Linked DNA regions of Mus musculus: all the other regions are linked to region 3. The links are chromatin contacts, called in public HiChIP or PLAC-seq and promoter capture Hi-C maps. All regions are on one chromosome and are shown on one strand. Each heading gives the region's core, a stretch centred on a gene start, on an enhancer-like site or on the middle of the called end of the contact. The rest is flanking DNA. Distances are from core to core; before and after follow the strand shown.

Evidence for each region. Promoter capture Hi-C pulls out the DNA fragments that hold promoters and counts their contacts. HiChIP or PLAC-seq counts read pairs in DNA pulled down with a chosen protein or histone mark.
Region 1: a promoter capture Hi-C map of macrophages shows a contact between it and region 3, with 5 read pairs. The contact joins the promoter of Rpusd1 here to the promoter of Clcn7 in region 3. A contact is called at or near these places in 2 of 39 promoter capture datasets (embryonic stem cells and macrophages), 3 of 115 datasets of contacts at active chromatin or transcription factors (astrocytes, bone marrow-derived dendritic cells and embryonic hindbrain) and 4 of 9 other capture datasets (embryonic stem cells, liver, macrophages and 1 more).
Region 2: a FOXA1 HiChIP or PLAC-seq map of pancreatic cancer cells shows a contact between it and region 3. The contact joins the promoter of Wfikkn1 here to the promoter of Clcn7 in region 3. A contact is called at or near these places in 2 of 115 datasets of contacts at active chromatin or transcription factors (pancreatic cancer cells and pro-B cells).

The regions. Positions count from the first base shown.
Region 1 is chr17:25,724,962-25,729,878 of GRCm38.p6, forward strand. It overlaps Rpusd1 (RNA pseudouridylate synthase domain containing 1), which reads left to right and starts at 2,756. Exons shown (of 6, transcript NM_028009.4): 1 at 2,756-2,886; 2 at 3,242-3,430; 3 at 3,562-3,685; 4 at 3,865-3,967; 5 at 4,107-4,208. The coding sequence starts at 3,249. It overlaps Chtf18 (CTF18, chromosome transmission fidelity factor 18), which reads right to left and starts at 2,454. Exons shown (of 22, transcript NM_145409.2): 1 at 2,286-2,454; 2 at 1,980-2,159; 3 at 1,740-1,887; 4 at 1,414-1,588; 5 at 919-1,011; 6 at 781-833; 7 at 535-673. The coding sequence starts at 2,376.
Region 2 is chr17:25,879,573-25,884,514 of GRCm38.p6, forward strand. It overlaps Wfikkn1 (WAP, FS, Ig, KU, and NTR-containing protein 1), which reads right to left and starts at 1,286. Exons shown (of 2, transcript NM_001100454.1): 1 at 292-1,286. The coding sequence starts at 471. Rab40c (Rab40C, member RAS oncogene family) reads right to left here. Exons shown (of 7, transcript NM_139154.2): 7 at 2,542-4,336. The coding sequence ends at 4,056.
Region 3 is chr17:25,130,809-25,135,318 of GRCm38.p6, forward strand. Clcn7 (chloride channel, voltage-sensitive 7) reads left to right here and starts at 2,583. Exons shown (of 25, transcript NM_011930.4): 1 at 2,583-2,806. The coding sequence starts at 2,669.

The DNA.
Region 1 (4,917 bases), core at 1,506-4,005, 590 kb after region 3:
ACGGCAACACTGAGGCTCAGAAGGCCCAGGCCCAGCTTATCAACAACTTCACTGAGGCCTCACCCCAGGCCAAGCTGGCACCAACTGAGGGAGAGCAAGAGGTCAGGCCAGGACAGTGCTTCTTAACCTGTGGGTCACAATCCCCTTGGGAGTCAATGACCCTTTTATAGGGGTCACCTAAGGTCATTGGAAAACACAGATATTTACATTACAATTCATAACAGTAGCAAAATTACAGTTATGAAGCAGTAATGAGAATAACTTTACGTTTGGCGGTCACCACAACAGAGAAAGTGTATAAAGGGCCACAGCGTTCAGAAGGTTGAGAACCACTGGGCTAGGACATCCAGACCTCTAACAAAGCCCACAGCAGGTCACAGTCAACTAGCAGTAAAAAGGTTTTGTGCTGACTCAGAGTCCCAACATCATCCTTAGCAACCAATGGCCCACCAACACAAACATCAACTGGACCCTTGACTCTTCCCCTTGCTGATACAGCAAGCCAGTCACCCGTGAGTGAGAATGGGAGCTCACATCGTCACTGAGCAGTTCCGTGTAATGCTGAGGTGCAAACTCATCCACCCAGAGGCAGTGCTGAGCGGTGTTCTGGCCAGGGGCTGGCTCCTCCGCAGGGGGCCCTTCAAGCACAGCCTCCTCTCCTTCAGACCTGAGGCTGAAGAGAAGCAAGTCCTGATTCACCACAGAGGGAACACAGTGACCATGCCCACCAGATATGTCCAAACTGAAAAGGGTTCCTGGGGTGGGACATGTGTGAGTCACCTGTGTAGAGTGTCTGAAAGCTGTTGGGCATCCTCCAGCAGTTGTTGCCGTCTCTATAAAAACAGGATAGGCTGAGGTCAGGACAAGTCCAGCCAGCACTAGACTCAACACATAAACTCCCCACTCCACTAAACCTACCTTGCTATCAACTTGCTCCTTCAGGGAGGCGAAGGGGACACCCAGCAGGTCCAGTTGGCCACAGCCTCGCCAGTGGACATCTAGAAGAGGGTTCTGGGCAAGACAGATTTATCATCTCTATAACCCTCCCAGGTCATGGAGGCATCCACAGTGCCCTTCTCTCCCCACCCCCCAAAAAAGGCTGACAGAGGGACAGAAATGACCTTTCCTAATTAGAGAGGGGATGGATATGGCCCTCAGATGGGCCTGGTCCAAGGGAAGTCAGCTTTAAGGTGAAGAGGAAAAGAAAAACAGAAAGCTAATATATGGGGTACAAGGCGGCACTCTAAGGCCACGTAGCCTCAAAAGTAGCACTGCTGTTTCCAACACTGGACTACCTGGCGTGCCTGTTTCTAGCAATTCAGATAGGTGAAACTGGCCTCAGAACCTGCTGAGAGCCTATTGGCAACATAAAAGAACCAATACCATGGCAAACCCCATGCTATGGCCACACACCTGCACCCCAGGGCCTATGAGGTCAGCCCGAAGCACCAAAAAGGCCCGTTCTCCACTTGTGGATGTCACATTGATATAATCTTCTAAGATAGGAGGCCGTCTCAGGACAGGATTGCGATTTCGGGGACTTGGCAATGTCTGCATGAGGTCTTTGTCAGCATTAGCATCTGAATACCTAGGAGAGACAAGCAGCTCCCTGTCACTCTCAAATGGGGTGCTTGACCCACACTCACTCCTCTTGCCGTCCCATAGACATCCACTTCCAGAGCCTCATGCAGGGACAGGCAGCTTTCCAAGTCAGAATTACATGCCCTTAAGCAACACACCCAGCATCCAACATCTCAGGGAAGACCTCTGGACTCGGTGGAGGGGTAATGTCCCCAGGAGGGGAATCTGGATATAAGAGCTCCTCCATATCTGGCTCAAAGTTCAGCTTCTTCACCACGTCCAACCTGGGTCGTTTGACCATGGGGCCTGCAGAGACAGAGGCAGAAAGAGGTGAAAGAATAGAAAACTGATCCTCAGAATTCCCCGACTTTAAGTGCTCAGTCCCCAATCGGACATACTGGAGGGCGCGGGCTGGTCCCTACGAACATTCTTTCTAGTATTGCGGTTGACATTTCCTGGCGACCCTGCAGGGCAGGGACGCGGGACAGTGTCCCCACCAGCGATGGCCTCTTCGAAGGTTAGCGGAGGGCGGCTCGCTGGAGTTTGGAGGGTCCCAGGAGGAGCCTGGTCCCGTGTTCCTGCTGAGACAGAGGTTGATAGCAGCAACACACATTAAGAAGCGAACTCCCAGCCGTTACCAATCCCATCCACACAGCTCTCCATGCTGCAGCAGGATGCAGCCACGACCCAGGACCCGCGCCCACCTTCCAGCTCAGCCAGCACTTCGAGCTCAGCTGCGAACTGGTTTTGGAAATCATCCTCCACACCATACAGATCTTCCTCGTAGTCTTCCATGGAGCCAGACCACAACTCCCACAGCTCAGAGTCCCTCAGAACTTCCCGCGCCGCCGCCACCGCGCGCTACCCCGCCCCGAGAGCCTCCAATACCGCCAATCAACAGCCGACGTTCCCAGAGGCGCCCGCCATTGGCCAGCGGGGAAGGGCGGGTCTTACTCCCAGAGGGCGGGAGGAGAGGAATAATAGTTCAATGGTTGGAGTGGAGGATCAAGAACGCTTTCTATTGGCCTGTACAGTAAGTAATCCGTGGGGGAGGCGGGGAAATAGGTGGGACTAAAAAAGCGCGTGCGCAGACTATTCGGGTAGGGCCTTACCATTCTTCAGTGGGCGGAGCTCCAGGCCCGGAATGCCATTGGCCAGTACGACCATCCATTAGGAAAGTGGAATGGGCAGGGTGAAAAGGCGGAGCTGCGCGCCAGCCAGGCCAAGACCTGGTTCCTAGTATAGGGAAGCGAGGTTGGATGCAGAGCTGAGAATTGACATCCTGGTCCCTTGGCCCTGTTGCAGGTAAGTCCTAAAGGGTCTGCCTGTGGTCACAGGCTGGTGGGAGGCAAGTTAGGGAGCGCTTGAAGTCCTGGGTGGTCCTGGGCAATAACCTAGCGTGAAGTGTGTAGGCGTGAGCTGGACAACCAGGCTGTTTATTCCACTTCAAGTCAGGGAGAGCTCCCTAACCCTGAGTCCATGGCAAGTCAGAATCACCTGACCTTGGCCAGACTCCCATTCCGGAGCTGACACCCCTGGCATGGGCCCTTGTGGAAGACATAAAGGGTTCCAGCAGGTTCTGGCCCCAGTAAGTGTGTACAGTACTTGAAGACCAGGTCAGGCACCCTCCTACCCCAGGCTCACTCCCACCTGCGTGCAGCCCCACCATGGAGCCTGGCAGCATGGAAAATCTGTCCATCGTGTACCAGAGCAGCGACTTCCTGGTGGTGAACAAGCACTGGGACCTGCGCATTGATAGCAAGACCTGGCGGGAGACCCTGACCCTACAGAAGCAGCTCCGACACCACTTCCCAGAGCTGGCTGACCCTGACACCTGCTATGGGTTCAGGTACACAGCCAACATGGAGAGCCCCACTGCAGCATCCTTCCAAAGGATGCTGGGACACTGGACTCTGCCACAAAGGTGCTAACCAGAGCACCACAGGGTCCAGCCACTGCTGCTCTTCTGCCCGTTCCCAGGTTCTGCCACCAGCTGGACTTCTCCACCAGTGGGGCACTGTGCGTAGCCCTGAATAAGGCAGCTGCGGGCAGTGCTTATAAATGCTTCAAGGAACGGCGAGTCACCAAAGCCTACCTGGCACTGGTAAGTCCTGGCCAGTTCCTGGGATGCTGTGTGGAGACCCAAGGCTCACAGCCTACTCCAGCAGGCCTCTCAACTGAAGCTCCGTGCCAGGCTTATGTGCCTATCTAGAGCTCAGCCACATTCCTCTCAGAGATGACAGTGTGGCCCAGTGAGCTGCATGTGATGTCCTTGCTCGACAGGTCCGAGGCCATGTCCAGGAAAGCCAAGTGACGATCAACTATGCCATTGGCAGGAATAGCACGGAGGGGCGGACGCATACCATGTGCATCGAGGGCACTCATGGTAATAGTGGTTTGTTGTGGGGGCCATGGGCATGTCTCCAAAGCCTGCGTGAATGGGAACGGCCAGACAGGTGGAAATTGGAGTTGGCTCAGGCTCTAGGGCTGGCCCAGTGGGCCCTTACACTTTAGTTTTCATCTAGGTTGTGAGAACCCAAAGCCAAGCCTCACAGAGCTGCTGGTCCTGGAACACGGCCTATATGCTGGTGACCCTGTGTCCAAAGTGCTGCTAAAGCCACTTACAGGTATGTCCAGGGCAGGAGTTCATCATATAAGAAAGGACCCCGAGGTATAGGCATTGTGGCCTGCCTGGGTCTATACTAGGTGTGCGGGCAGAGCCGATAGCAAGATCTTTGCTGGTGTTTGCATGTACCCTGGCTGTCAAGCTGATCTCTCTGGCTAGATCAAGGGTCTCCCTGACTGTGCCCTCACGGCCCACCCCGACCAATCTCTTGACCTGAGTCCCAATGTCTGATTTGTAGCAAGAAATATAATGAATCCCATACCAAGGGCCTGCCCCACCCTGCCCTGCCCTTCCTTCGCAGTAGCACAGATCTGCAAAGCAGCTAATCAGAAGAGAACCGTACTTTTCTTTCTTTCTTTTTTTCTTTCTTTCTTTTCTCTCTGTGAAGCTTTGACTGCCTTGGAACTCACTCTATAGACCAGGCTGGCCTCGAACTCTGCCTGCCTCTGCCTCTGTCTCTCCAGAGGGACTAAAGGCAGGCGTGTGCCATGACCGACTAGCAAGGGATCCATCCTTTAAAAAAGAAGACTGGGTAAGCAGGTGTGGTAGCATTTGTAGCACCCTAGAGATAGAGGCAGGAAGATCAGAAGTTCATACCTATCTTTTAACTACGAAGGCGCTCTCTGCCAAGCCTGACAGCCTGAGTTGGAGTCCCAGACAAACATGGTGGAAGGAGAGAGGAGAATCTTAGAAGGTGTCTTCTGAGCATT
Region 2 (4,942 bases), core at 36-2,535, 750 kb after region 3:
GAGGCCTGGGCCCACATGACTTAAGAAAAAAAGTGGTGCTCAGGCACGTGAGAGACAGGATTGGTGAGGTTGCAGTCAGTCCGGGAATTGGAGATGTTCTTGTTCTTCAGAGGACAAAAAGGTAGGGGTATCCTTTGAGCCCCATGTACATACAGGTCATGGCCACAAATCCAGGTAAATTGAGTGTGGAGGAACCCTGGAGGAAGCAGACTCCTAGGGTTGGGGTCTACTCCCCCCACTGAGGAAAGAACTAGGGTGGGGCCCAGGATCCCATGAAATGCCAGTGCTCACCTGGTCCCCGGTACACTCACGCTCACAGGTGCTCTGGGCGTCGACCCACAGGTGGGGGCTGAGCTCGTTGGGGCACATGCCAGGATGGCTTCCGGGATCTGGCAGCAGGTTGGTCTCCGAGGTCAGATGGATGAGCACGAAGACAAAGAGCAGAGGCAGGAATGGCTGTGGGGCAGGCATGGGGACCACAGGGCCAGGGAGTGGGAGTGTGTGGCCACCAGCTGAGACTCCCTATAGGCATCCACCCTATAGGGTCCTGGGCCCAGGATCACTACCCCCTACCTCAAAGGACCCTCTCCTGGGACTCTTGGACCCCGCAAGGCTTGAGCTCACAGGTGATGCTGCTCTTCTCTGAACCCTGAATAGTTATTCTGGGGCCTCTCAGAACCTGTCCACAAAATACTGGCTGGCCCTCTCCCAACCACTGTGGGTGGCTCCCAGGCTCTGGTCAGCATAGGACTGGGAATAGAAGAAGAGGAAGGGCTGGGGAGGGGCCAGAGGCCCTGAAGCCCAGAGCAACTGACCACTAGGGTCACCAAGGGGCGGAGAAGGGCCAGCTCAATCAGGGAGGGGGATGCTGTAACCTGAGCCCCTCCCTCTACAAGCTGGAGCCCAACAGGGATCAAAGTCTCCTTAAAGACCCTCCCACCCTCTATTCAGGGAGGAGGGGCAGGGCTGGTAAATTTCGGCTTTTGTCCTCTGCTCTTCAGTGTCCTATTCAGTGAGGTTGGATAGGGACCCAGTCCAGCCCCAGCTATTAGACTAGATTTTCTCCAAAGGCAGCCAAGGGCCACACCTGTCATAACTATAGGTAAGGCACCTTTCCCACTGGCATGGAGTAAGAAACCCCTAGGGTACTTGGCATCTGTGGTACACACTTGTAACCCCAGCACTGGGTAGGCGGGACACAGGAGGATCCAGATTGAGGCCAGCCCATAGCTACATAGCAAATTCCAGGCCCGTTTGGCCACATAAGAACATACTGTCTCAAAAAGAAAAAAAAAAAAAAAGGTCTTGGCATCTCACCAGCTGAGGGCACAACTCGGCAGGATTCATCCTCCCAGATGTACCAGTTTCTCTAAAACTGGGCTCCTGGCTTCTAGCTAGGGTCTGTGCCACTCAGTTCCTTCAAATGGGCAAGGCAGGTACAAAATAAATAAAAAGGCCATCTTATCTGGGTGGAAGCAGGTGACCCATGTGCACTGGCCATAGACAGTCTCATGGCAATGACTGATACATAGTGTAAACAAGAGCAAAGAGAAGCCAGCCAGCTGGTCACACACAGGCTGAGACACATGGGGCTCTCTGGGATGGCCAAGTGCACCTATCAAAGAGCAAGCATCCTCGGTGTTGCTCAGGGAGGATCTAAGTACATTCAAGCCTTGCCCCAACCATCCACCATGAAGGCCAGCATCCATTCTTTAACTGAACTAGGGGCTTCACTACCGTGGGGGAGGGGAGGGAGATCAAAGCTGGTGGCAAGACAAAGGCCCTGCCTGGAATCTGCTTTTCCAAACCCTTTCTGTGGCTCCAGAGGTCCCCAGGGAGTGGTTTTCTCAGAGACAGGAAGGAAAAAGTCTGTGTGACCCTCTGTCTGACCTCCTGACCCAGGAGGCAGGGTAATAAGAGCCTGGTCTGGTCAGGAGATCAAGAGATGGCTACCAGGCGCCAGTGTCTGCTGCCTTACAAAAGAGCCGTCGTTGAGGCAGCTTGTGGTGTTGAGGGGGCAGGGATTGCCAGGCCACAGGCTCAGAATGCAACTAAGGAAAAATGCAGGTGACACCTGAGCCAGAGGCCACTCTAAAGTGAACTGTCCAATCCCACTCAGTGGGATTTGCCTTCCAGTGTATGAGCTAGAACCCTGGGTGAGCATGGCCTGCAGAGGCCATGACCTGCTAGATGCTTTCCTGCTAAAGGCACCAACGCCAGGTCCCACTCACAGATATCCTTCATGTTGTGGTAAGCTATGTGCCCTGGGCTATGTATGAGTAAAGGCTCTGTCTAACCTGGCCAAGATCTGACCTCCGGAAACAGTGTGGCTTGTAACCAGGCCTGGCTACTTTGTGGCTGGGAATGTGAACCCAGTGGATGGATGGCTGCAGGTCAGCAGGGTCAGCTGCGGGGAAAGTTAACAAAGCCTGGGATCATTCTGTCAGGCACAAAGCCATGCTGGAGCATGTGGCAGAACACACCGCCAGACACCCCTTACCACCCCCAACAAACCACAGTCAGATGAAGCCAGACACAAGCTCACTGCTGAAGTACATTTACTGTACAAAGAAGTAAGAACAAAGAACCAGGAATAGTGGAGTCCACAGCAGCAAGTGTAGTGTTGATGGTGTGCACGCAGGCCAATCCAGGTCCTCAAAGTCTATACCATTCTATCGCGATTCCAGAGAAAAGGTCTCTGTCAACAGCAACAGGACTGGTGGGGAAAGGTGATGCTTGATTGTACCCAGCCTCTGGGTCAGGCTCCCAGGTCAGGCTGCTGCTTATCAGGCAGTTCCCACAACCATAGCCCCGTCCCTCCCTACAGGCATTGACTCAATCTCCCAGAACAGCAGGCTGGCGCAGCGTCTACCAGTGCCCTAGTAACATCCATGGTAAGATGATCTTAGGAAACGTGCACTTAGAGGTCCCCAGTCAGGGGTCATGGCTCCTGTTATGGCCAGGGCCCTGAGGGCAGGAGGTAGAGTTAAGCACCAGCGTGCCTGAGGGCTGTGTCACCAGGCAAGGACAGGGAAGCAGTCACACAGGACATCCACTGGGGACAGCATCCCCACAGGGGAGAAGGCTGCCCAGCCCAGACTGGGAGAGGAGGAGCATTGTGGGGGAACAGTCCATGGCTTCACAAGTTGCTCAGGCCAGTGAGTCCCTAAGGAGGGGCTTGGTGTTCCAGAGAGTGTCACTAAGAAACAGGTCAAAGAGATTCTAGTGACATGAACTTAAAGGCAGAAGGGCCACAAGAGGCAAGTCGCAGCTATGAAACACAGCCGAGGTTGATGAGTACAAGCTGCTAGACACTGGGGTCCTAGGCCCTGTGCCCATGCCCAGATGCACGGAGCCCGCCAGAAGCTCTGTAGCCCCGGCTGGAGATGTGTATAGTAAACATCACTGAAAGGGCCAGGGCACAATAGGAGGGATTAGTGGGGTTTCCCAGGTGCATCAACGGCTCTTCTCCTAGGTCTTAGGAGCTGAAACCTTGCCTATGCCCAGCATACTGATCACCTTTGTCAGATATGGAAGCCGGAGCCAAGCCTGCTGCTAGAAGCATCTGAAATACACTGTTCCCCAGTGGCCTCTGAGCAACACCCAGGCAGGGTATTTATAAATCTAAAGATCTGGCTTCAACACTGAAACCCCCCACCACTGCTTCATCCCTCCTTCCCTGACATCCTGAGCTTCCCCAACGGCTGATGTGGCTATGAGGGGCATCCAGGCTTCCCTGACAGCCCTTTAAAAATGTACAAAACAGGTAAAATGTTCTCCATATAAATAAAGGGGAGCCTGGCTCACTTCCAGTCTGGAGTCCAGGACTGGCTCACCCCTGGTCCCGTAGCACCAGCAGCCCTGCTGCCTGGTTTGCGGAGCATGTTCTCTCCTGCATGCCCCTCCCTCCACTAGCTCAGATGTGGAGGAAAGCCTGGAGAGACCCAGGCAGGGTTGTGTAGCCAAGTCTTCCTGCACACAGCAGGGCCTAGCGCATGGTCAGGAGTGCTCCAGCGTAAGCCCCAAGTCTGAACAGGCGGAACCCATGTGTCCCGCTAGGAGATCTTGCAGTTGCTCCGAGAGCAGTTCTGAGGTGGGCTCTGAGGGGGCCGGATGGACTTAGACCTCTTAAGGCTGTTGCCCTTGCTGCCACTGCCCCCGGCCCCACTTGCCAGGGAGTAGGAGCGGCCGTGCATCATGACAGCGTTCATGCCGTTGGCCATGGAAAAGGACTTGAGGTGGCTTTTGATGGTGACAGGTAGTGGGAGCTTGTCGATGAGGTGCACAGGGGTACAGGAGACAATGGCACGGCAGCAGAGGTCCTGCAGGCTGAAAACTGTGAGCGGAAGGCAAGATGAAGGAGGGAACAGATAGGTTTTGTTAGGGGAGTTACATGGTCCTCAGACTACCTGTAAAACCTGGCTGCTGCATCTCACCAGCTCAGGGCTCTTGGATGCCCACTATCTGACCACTGGGTGGCAACCATCTCCTGCCTTAGAGCAGAGCAGACCTCAAAGTGCTGCTGGTCTGCCCAGCTGCTCTATGAGGCTGGGGGTGGGTGAGGAGGCAGACTGACTTTGGAATGCAGCCTTTACTATAGCTCTGGTTGGAGGTTAACTCAGTTTTTTGGCCCAAGAGAGGGACTTATTTACCCCACTCTCTTCTGACTTCACAGGGTGAAACTGTGACAAACAGTGAGCCCTATTAGAAAGTAACCCAAGTAAAGCCATCATTAGGGGTTTGGTGTGGACAATGGCCCAGACATTGCTGAGTTGCACATCCTGCCTCTGTGACCACTCGGCGGCAAAGGTGCATGTGCAGAGCTCCACGCTTAAAGCACAGCCAGGAAAGTGATTACTTCCTGTAGGTCTGAGCAGGCAGTCCAGATGACTGCAGCTCTCAAGAGACCACCTAGACTCTAACTTCACTGTCAATGCCTGCA
Region 3 (4,510 bases), core at 1,333-3,832:
CCCCAAACTCTATCATCCAGAAAGGCCCAAGCCTGTGCATTTAGCTCAACTGACAACTTAAATGTCCTAGTCTTAAAGAAATTGTGATCAAAGTTTGTATGTGTGTGTGGGGGGGGTGTGAGACAGGGTTTCTCTGTGTAGCCCTGGCTGTTCTGGAACTCACTTTGTAGACCAGACTGGCCTTGAACTCAGAAATCCACCTGCCTCTGCCTCCCAAGTGCTGGGACTAAAGACATGTACCACCACTGCCCAGTTTCTGATCAAAGTTTTGAAGGGATCTAAGTTCAAGCCCCATGGAATACTAATGACCTTAGTTGGACAAGCCAGCTTCATTTCCCAACCTCAAAGCCCAGCAATACAAAAGAGGTTCATGACATCCTTATCACTGTCTTGTAAAATGACAAAACTAAGGTGTGTCAAAGAGGAAACAGCACACACACACACACACACACACACACACACACACACAGAGAGAGAGTCACAGGATAATCATGGGAAAATTCAGAACACCATTTAACTTTCTTCCTCTTATTCTGTGTTTAGTTTTGGTTTTACTTTGAATTGTATGAAAGGAAGGACATTTCCTATAATCCTCTCACCCTTAGAGGTTAAGATGAACTTAAAACTTTCTGATTTGAAAATTTTCAAATAAAAAAGTTTCAAGGTAATATTATATACATGTATATGCATATATATATATATAAAATCTAGGATATATATATGTACACATATATAGATGAATGTACATATATATCCTAGAACCCTTGTTAACTCTCTTACATATGATCTTTGTCACCACTGATGTCCTGAATTGTATTTTAACTATTTTTATAGAATCTTTCTATGTCGTACATATTAACCCCAGCCCTCTCTGATATTTCTCTGTTAAATGTAGCTTTCACATTATATACCTATTTCCTTCATTAAGTGGACACTTTCTTCCTTGCTTCCTTCTACCATCCTCTGTAATGCAACTGCCATGACACTGCTCAGAAGTAAACTTTGTAACATCGTTCTTTCTCTGTAGAGTGCCACCCATGATTACAGTCACTCTCGGGTCCCTGAAGTTGTAGTATCAAATCCCAATCCTTGCCCCTACATAATTCAGGATACATCTAAGAACAACTTTGTTGATGTAACACCGATACTAAGGCAAACTTAATCTTCCTAAAATACTATTGCCTAAAGCAACCTGCGGCTAGTTAATGCCACGCCCATGTGCTGTCCTAGTCTCCTCCTCGGAGGAACCCCAGTCTTTCCTAATTTGGCACTTCAGGGTGCCACGGTCCACCCAAGTCGGTTATGGGGGTCTCTGGAATGAGGGTCCTCAAAGCTAGGTGGGTAAGGATTCGGTGGTGACAAACAGAAACAAACACAGAGGCAGTTTGAATCTGAGTGCATTTTGCAGCTCTCAAGCAGGGGATTTTATACATTAAAAAACCAAACATTACATCTCTTAGAAACTATATCCAGTGAAACAATCACAAATACCAACAAAAATCATTTGGCACAGTAAAGCACAAAAATCATCCAAGCATTACAACTCTGAAACTATGCATTCAGTGAATCACAAACAGTACAGGTAACATCATTATTAATATAAATCATCAAAATATAACAATTCTAAAAGGATGTATTCAGTGGGGGCTGTTGTCCAAGTCTAGTGGCTTATTTCTAGGAGCAGGTTAATAAATCTTTAATGGTCAGTGCTCTTAACCACTGAACTAACTCTCTAGCCCCATGGTCAATTACTATTTAACATCTAGTATCTGGGTTTTTTCTTTTTCTTTTTTAACAAATCTTCAATATGTAAATTCAAACTATTTTAATTCTTTCTAATTAAGGCTTTCTTTACCATACACCAAAATCCACCTCCGATGACACACGTGCAGCCATATGAAATTTTATTGTTGGGAAAGTTTTTATCTATCGTAATAGTTTTGTAAATGATTTAGAAAGTAAGGCATTGTTTTCCCGGGGGATAAGGTCATGTTAGTGGCCCCCATCTCTAGGGTTGGTTTCTTACCCATTATTCTTGCTTAAGATCTTGGCCTAGGCTACCAGGAACATGTAAATAAGAAAAGGAATAAGAGAAAACAAAACATTGCCATAAGAACTACCACTCAATATTTTTTTCTCCGGCGAAGAGTTCCACACCGGTTCCAGGAGGCCTACCCCTTTTGAGGTCAATAGCCTCAGTTTGTGGAACTTGTCATACAGATCCTACTGGAAGTGGTGTGGCATCAGGGTCTCAATCCCTTTCCCGGAATTGCAGCAGTTTGGCTGCCCTTTGAGCACAGGAAACACATGAAGCCAACTTAGTTGAGAGGGACGATTCCAGAACTTTTACAGGTAGTTTATTTTTTTTTTTTCCATATCATCTCTTGGAGGACTAGGCGTGCATCTCGGGCTGGTTCTTCTCTGGAGTTTGGGTCACTGCCTTCAGTGAAGACACTAATTGCTAGGGATTTTGAGTTCTAGGTTTCTACCCTGGGCTGCAACGACCAGTGAACCACAATTCCCAGGAGACTCCGCGCTCCCGGATCTTGCCGGCCTCCGTCGTCAGTCACGTGGGCACCGATGATAGATCACGTGAGACCTGGGCGCGGGTCACGGGAATGCTGCCGGTCTGCCGGCTGTTCTTGTTGAGTTTGGTCCTCAGTGGGCCATGGCCAACGTCTCTAAGAAAGTGTCTTGGTCCGGCCGAGATCGCGATGATGAGGAGGGGGCGCCACTGCTTCGAAGGACAGGGCAGCCTGACGAGGAGACGCCGCTGCTGAACGGAGCTGGGCCGGGCGCGCGCCAGGTGAGGCCCGCGGGCCGGAGATGCAGCCGCCGGGATCGCTGCGCCGGTCCTCAGTGTGCTGGCGGGGCCCAGAGGGAGGCCACGGTGCTCTCCTCTGTTATTTTTTTGAATCCTGGAAGACTTTTATTTTTGATAGCCTCGCACTCATAAACCTCTTCTTTCTTTCTCTTTGAACCCCTTCTTCCCATCTCGTTCCTCAGTGGCTACACCATCAGAGAAAATGATACCCTCTCCTCCAGGAACCGTTGTCGCTGACTTTTCAGCAAGAGATCCCAAGACTTTAACGTTGCTTTTGTTTTTTAATTTTACTTTTCGTGGTGAGGGTCAAGCCAGGGTTTACACATACAAGGCAATCATAACGACCTCAGCTCTGCACCCATAGCCCTTGACGTTTCAAGATAAGGTCTCACAGTGAGACCACCAATGAATTCATAATCCTGTCTCATTTTCCCAAGAACTTGGAAGGCCTGGACTACACGCTTGGTAGTTTTCAATTTAAATGGCAGAATTGTGCTTTCGGTGAAAGTGCCTGTCTCCTTTCTCACAGGAGTAATTCCAGACGTTTGGGACACAATTGCAGTGTCAAGCATCCCCACTCATTTTCTCTTACTACCTAGTTGAACTTGGAATGTGCAGCCAGACATGATAAGCAACAAGTCAGAGGCCAGAGTGTGCTCAGCACTGCGAACAGTTTGTGCCTTCAAATGCCTAGCGTTTAAGACCGGGACAGGCTTGTTTACTTGTGTGCTTTTGCTTCTTTTGCCTGTGTGCATCGTGTTAATTTTGAGTCAGTTACTTATATCAATTCCTTGATGTTAGTCTGTTTTATAACTGTCCTTTACCCTTCCTCCTCCTGATGTTAGAGGTGTCTTAACAAACACTCCTGCTGTTTTAAAGGCTAAGAAGAGCACAAGATAGGGCTACCGCATCAAAACTTACATTTAGGCTTTCTTTGCTAGACCCTTGAAGGTGCAGTGGACAGTGAAAGTCAAAGTCAGCTCCTTGTTGCTGGGAAGCAGCTCAGGCCCTTTTGAAGGACGTGTGCTTGTGACTCCGGTCTGCAGTAGTGATCAGAAATAAGTAAGGTGGTAGAGCTGTGTCTGCCTCCCTAGGGTGTTTCTGGGTGGTGTGATTTGTTATCCCTGTTGTAAAGAAAGTAACCTTTGGGGAAGGGGGCTATTGCTGCTCTTGGAGAAGACTCAAGTTCAGGTCCTAGCACCCAGGTCCAGTGGCTCAACCACTTATAACTGTAGTTTCAGGTGATCTGACCACCTTTTCCTCTCCTGGCCTCCACTAGAGAGGCCTCCACCACACACACACACACACACACACACACACACACACACACACACACGTGTCTCTCTCCAAAAAGAAAGTAACTTTATGTTGGCAACTGGTTTTTAAGAGAGGGAAGAATTTGGAAACTGACAGAGTTGAGTTTGGGCTGAATACATGTGGGTTGTTTTGTTTTTATTTATTTTTGCTTTTCTTTGCAAATAGACAGAGTAAAGAAAGAGTTGATCTTTCCCCCTAAATACCACTATAGCTTTTTTTTTTTTTTTTTTTTTTTTAGACAGGGTTTCTCTGTGTAGCTCAGGCTGTCCTGGAAGCTCAGGCTGTCCTGGAACTCACTCTGTAGACCAGGCTGGCCTCGAACTCAGAAATTCACCTACCTCTGCCTCCCAAGTGCTGGGATTAAAGGTG